Regions from separate parts of the Rattus norvegicus genome. Here region 2 is linked to region 1. A link is a contact called in public Hi-C data. All regions are on one chromosome and are shown on one strand. Each heading gives the region's core, a stretch centred on a gene start, on an enhancer-like site or on the middle of the called end of the contact. The rest is flanking DNA. Distances are from core to core; before and after follow the strand shown. Region 1 has its middle 130 kb from the start of Prox1. Region 2 overlaps Prox1 (prospero homeobox 1).

Region 1 (2,880 bases), core at 181-2,680:
CTGACAGCAGACAACTGACTCTTGGAGTATTAGGGACACTTTTTTTTTTTTGAAAACACAGTGGAAATTACTCATTATAGTAAAATAGTTTATTTCCATAAATGTTTTATTTCCTCCTAACACTTACCACCAAAACACACACTTAATTTGCTCTCTTTGGGTCTATTCGTTCCTCCTGGAGATGCAGAGCCTTCCTCCAAAACAGGGAACAGAGGTCTTGCCCGCCGGTCGCCTGTCCGCCAACAGATAAAACTCTGCAGAGTGCAGCATCTTCCCACTGCAGCCCCCTCCCCCAGACTGTCTCTGCAGGTGCTCTTCCAAGAGAATCCTGGAAAGCACACAGGAGTGTCCTCTCCAGTGACCCCATGGGAGCTCCGTGGTGGCTTTACCTGGATATTCCAAAAAGTGACATGGAGGGGCCGACCTGACATTTGCAGGAGTTCCTGAAGGCAAGCTGGTGTGAATAGGGGTGAGAGCCTTTCCAACTGTCCCCTGGCAGAAATGCTCACGGGCGAGACTGTGCGTTCTTAGTGTCTGATCACTGCCTGGAATGTGGGAGTCTGTGGGGGCTGGTGAAATGTGCTGGGGGAACTTTCCCTGTGTCTCTAGCTAAATGGTTTCCTGAGGAAATGAGAAATGGGGCTGGGATGGGTGAGAAGGAATGAAAAAATTCCAGTAAAGAATTAAAAAAAAAGATAAGACAAAAGAAAAAAAGAACTTTTGTCTTTGGAACGGGGATTGTCAGATCTGAAACTCCAGGATTAGAAATATAAGAGGCTTCTTTTTTTAAATCAAAAAAATATAGAAGAAAAAGAAACGTCTTGGCTCTGAGATTGCACAGTAAATGCTTAAAGGGTGACGGTTTGAAAGGGAGGGATTGGGGACACTTGGCACAGAGGGCTCGGAACCTGAGGTGCCTGACTCTGGACTTGGCCCAAGCAGGGCAGTTCCATTCTGCCATCCATTGATGTATGTTTAAATTTCTGAACCCCATGTGGACTGAATGGGCCTCTTTATCTCTGAACAAACAGGGAAGGAGAGAGGATCTTCCCCCACTTCTGGCCCTATCTGTATTTGTAGACCACACTGTGGGTTTTTCCATTCCAGCTGTCAATCTTCCCTTGTTGTGGTCTTGGTGGGGGGGGGGGGAGGAAAAGTTCAGGAGCCAGGAGCAGTGAGCTAGCCAAGGAGCAAGCTCAGTCAGAGTCAACTCCACTCTGAGTGTGACAAATCTTCAGGTTATGCTGGTCATCCTTTCCTTGAAGAAAGAGGGTATTGGGGACCTCAGGGATTCTGTGTTTCCACCCTTACCACCACACGATGCACCCCAACTTCACCTGGACCCCTCGCAGCAGTGCACAGGAGTGCCCCAACACGCACTATCCCTCACCCACAGCCCTACAGGACACAGCTGAGTCTCTAGCCTCAAATGCCATCCGCGGTGACAGGCTCAGCTGGCACAGAAAGCCTTCATGAAATGTCTTCTGCACACAGCAGCAAAGCCAATCAATGCCATTGACCGGTTTGATTTTGAAGGGGCCTCCGCGTGCCCTTAAAGGAAGACCAGGTCTTTAAACGCTAAGGCAAAACAGAGCAACCCATAAGCTGCACAAAAGCTTACAAAAAAAAAGTTGGAATCTTACGTAAAATAAACTTCCCGAGATCTAGTTATCGTTCCAAAAGAATCCTTTTAAAAAACATCGCTTGAAAACATCACAGCCATGACTCTGTCGTGTTGGCTGTTGAAAGAGCTCCCGGATAGCCTTCTCAGGAGGCCTGGAACATACCTAGGGTGAGGATGCTTCTTGTTCTGTTTGTTTGGGTTTTTTTATTTTGTTTTTGTTTTTTGTTTGTTTGTTTGCTTTGCTCGGGGTACCTTGTAGTAAGAAGCGATAGCTTGTGCCAGCCACCCCTGAGTTAGATTTCCACGTCCCTTATCCATTAATGTGTAACCTTGAGCAGATGGTCCCCATGCCTCACTTTCTTCATCTATGCCTGGGGACAAAAAAAAATCAGTAGCACAGAGAGTTTCTATGAGGATGAAATTATGCCTAACAGGGTGCCCACCGCACAGCCATTTCTCTTGAGTGGCTGCAGTTGGTCTCAAGGACAGAAAAACAATAGCATCTCCTGGGGCAGCTATAGGCAGCGTCCGGCTCTAAGCTCTTGGCGTCTGTGACTCCTTTTACTGCCTGAGACTCCCGTCTGGTGGACTGGGAGATAGGTCGGGGGTGGAGCGTTTGCTATGCAAGCACCAGGACCTGAGTTCAGAACCCCAGCACCCAGATAAAAAGCTGAGCACAGTGGTGAGTACCTGCAATGCCAGCACTGGACAGAGGGAGACAGGGATCCCTGAGGCTTACCGGCCAGCCGGGTCAGCTAAGGCAGTTTCAGTGAGAAGCCGTGTGTCAAAATGGAACCTGAGAAAGACTCAACATCATCCTCTGGTCTCCAGACATGCACACGTATGTAAACACATTGCCTACAGATAAACCATACACACAGAGAACGTTTTAGGAGGGTTCCAGGTGCTCAGTACGACTTTGCCTCCTTTTAGACTCAAGGAAACAGTCAGTCCGCGGTGAATCCAGACCTCTCGTTTCACAGGTCTCCTTGAATAACAAAGTCTGGTTATGGCTCTACATAGCTAAGTTCCCGTTTTTGCCTAGAAAACCTGAGGCAAAGATTTCATCACTGGCCCCTTGTCCATTGACACTAGAGGTCAACATCCAACGTCACCCGGACTCTGCCCCTGGAAAGGCTTCAGGCCTTGTCTGGATAGTGAGCCTCTATGAAAGCTAACCTTTGACCTCACCTCCCAACTGGAAACAAAACAAGGATGGTTACGTAAACCAGCGCTGGCTGGCGTTCTTGACACCC
Region 2 (2,880 bases), core at 157-2,656, 83 kb before region 1:
ATACACGCACACACACTCACATACACACAAACACACATGCAAGCACACACACACACACACACACACACACACACACACACACACACACCAAAAACCCCCTTTCTTTTAACCTCCCCTCACCTGAGAAAAACCTACTCTGTGTAAAATTTGAACACCAAATCCATTCCCAACCGGTCTTATCATTTTGAAACTATGTTTGCCTAGCTTTGTAGTAGGAAGGGACAGACTGTTTTGAAGGCCACATACTTTTCAAACCTTGGTTGCAACACGTTTGCCCCATTTTGAAACTGTCTTTCTCCAGCCTAGGGAAAGGGAAATCTGTTTGACAAAGTGGCACTCTGGCCGGTTTATCTTGTAGCATAGCTCACTGAGTCTATTGATTTTCTTAAATTAATGTTTACAGAATGCTACTGAATTTTGCTCAACAGAACATTGTTCTTTTTTGCAGCTTTGTTTTAGAATGAAGGGGGCGGGTGGGGGGAGAGGAGGCACAGACTATTATACCATATGTTCTTTTGCTTAGACCAAGGGAACACAGACCCCCTCCCCCGCCCCGTGTGTGTGTGTGTGTGTGTGTGTGGTGTGTGTGTGTGTGTGTGTGTGTGTGTATGGGGTGTGTGTGTGTGTGTGTGTGTGTGTGTTAAACTTTTCCTAAGAATATTTATTCTTCAGGTGTTTAAGGAACTAAATGTGTAGTTAGGAAATAGGTTCACCCTTGGGGCCCCACATTACACAGAGTATTAAACTAATTGAAGTCTCCAGGGTGCCTGAAAGTTGAATGCCGGCTGCAGCATCAGAGAGAGGGAGGACTTAGGCCTAATCTTAGTTGTTGTGAAGACATCCATTTAGTCTGCTCTAACTCTGGAGGCGGCCTCCTTCTGCACACTTAGAGAGAGCACTCGGGGCATCCTAATCAAACTTGTTAAGAACTCAAAACAGGACGACTTACTCTTAGATCATGGCACTCGGGGCTAATACATACCCAGTCTGTAAAGAGGACTCAAAACTGACTCTTCCCAAGGAAGAACACACTTCTGTTCAGCCCCTGACACGACAGAAGATGAGGCCTTTGAGTCCCAGTTATGAAATAACCAACATAAAGCACAAGGCATCTTTCTCCATGTGCTGGCCCAGCCAATAACATCACCCAAGCAGACCCCAAACCAGGCTTTGGGCTTGCTCACTAAACCTCGGAGAGGGGAGATGCTTCATGGGTGGCAGAACTCTCTTCTGAAGTCTCTGTCCATGGGTTCACTTGGGCTTGCCTTCCCATGCACATTCCCTGGACAGAGAAGGTACTGGGAGAGAATCCCACAGTGCACCAAGAGCATCCTGAACCTCCTCCTCTTCTGAAAGGCCGGGGAGTCGGGGCTGTCCACATAGCACAGCTGCACGCCTGGCTGATATCATGTGACCATATTTCACAGGCCTGTGATTTCTCTGTTCTGCTCCTGGCAGGTGTTAGGGTGACCAAGACAGAGGCGAAGAGCTGCCATGCCATAGCGTGTGTGTCTGTTCTGACTGGTAGTCTGTGAAGAGTGATGCACCATCCGAGTTCATCCTCTAACCCCACTCTTGAGCAGTACAGGTCCCCAGCTTAAGCCACTGCTGTCAGGAGACAGGCCTCTCCTCGATCAATATTTACTTACCAAACAGCAGGGATGGGCCAGTTTGTTTAGGGGAATCATGTGCCCACCGGGGTGAATGGCTCCGAAAGAACTTCAGTGTTTGTCTCTTTCCTGGGACCTTTGTGTCCCAAGCATGCCCATGTGGGGAAGATAGATGCCCTTTCTCTCCTGAACTCTTCCAAAGACATTCAGAAGTCATCTTGTGGGGAGGCCTTGGTGTCTCTACTTGGTGGACTGCCCTGTTCCTACGTGGAGTGGGTTCGTGGTGTGTATTTAGTTTTGAAGAACATTTTAGAGTCTGATTTTCTCAGCACACCTCTGTACAGGGTACACATTATAGAAAGGACACAGGGATTAATTAAGAGTATATATGGAAACATACACGTACATGTGTGTGCAAAATATATTAAAATATATAACTATATAAACATACAACCCCCCCACCAAAGGCTCTGCAAATTTTCAGTGCTGAGCCTCAGATGTATTTAACTCTCCTCTTAACTACGAACTCGGGAGGGCCCAAGTCGAGAACACTCTTCTTTCAACTTGCCAGCTTCACTCCCTGTGACTCGGAGGCATCTGTGTTGAGCTGGAGGGGTTTTGTTTCAGTCGGTGGGGAGGGTCTGTGGATGCTGGGGGTGGGGGAGTTATTTATTTATTTGATTTGGTGAGTCCCCGAGTTGTAAAAAGCTGTCTGAAATATTCATGCACAACGGTCTGAGAAGCCGGTTTCTGTTTTATTTACTGCACAGTAGAACAGCCACAGCGGATTAGTTCTACAATACCCGTAACAAAAGCCCAACAGCTGATGCATGTGATGTTGGGAGGTGACAAAACAGTTAAAGTATGCTGCTGGCTATGGGCAAGCCGTCAGCAGATGCAGACAAAAGGCCTGTGACAAGAATAACTCTCTCCAAGGCGAGCAGTGAAGAGTATCCAAAATACCAGCACCCTTTTCTCCTTGACATTGTCTTCTCCAAGTCAGCATTTTATTGCCCTTTTATAGTATTAAAAAAAAGTGGAGAAGGAAAAAAGAAAGAAAACCCACACACGGACGGATTCACCAAAATACAAGCAGGGCTCTCTTTTCTCCCTCTCAACCAGCCCTGTCATCCTTACACACATCTTCCGTTTTTATGTTGAAGTTTGGGGGACGTGGAGGGATTAGCTTAAAAGATAGTGTCAAAAACACCTTCCTTACTGAGATTGGGATCTATTGATAGGCTGAAATGGTCATTGGGTGGTGGTTCTT

Evidence for each region. Hi-C and Micro-C count contacts between places; a contact is called where the count stands out from the background.
Region 2: a Hi-C map of liver shows a contact between it and region 1, with 4 times the contacts expected there. The contact joins two enhancer-like sites. A contact is called at or near these places in 4 of 12 Hi-C or Micro-C datasets (hepatocytes, kidney and liver).

What each region holds. Positions count from the first base shown.
Region 1 is chr13:104,124,426-104,127,305 of GRCr8, reverse strand. No RefSeq gene overlaps it. Among named protein-coding and RNA genes, the nearest start is that of Prox1, 130 kb to the left of the region's middle. Within about 2 kb of position 1,430, at least 3 of the 93 cell types and tissues checked have an H3K27ac peak or open chromatin away from gene starts, as enhancers often do. A contact at or near this core is called in hepatocytes and liver, where this site is marked.
Region 2 is chr13:104,207,202-104,210,081 of GRCr8, reverse strand. All of the region lies in intron 4 of Prox1 (prospero homeobox 1), which reads left to right. Among named protein-coding and RNA genes, the nearest start is that of Prox1, 42 kb to the left of the region's middle. Within about 2 kb of position 1,406, at least 20 of the 93 cell types and tissues checked have an H3K27ac peak or open chromatin away from gene starts, as enhancers often do. A contact at or near this core is called in hepatocytes and liver, where this site is marked.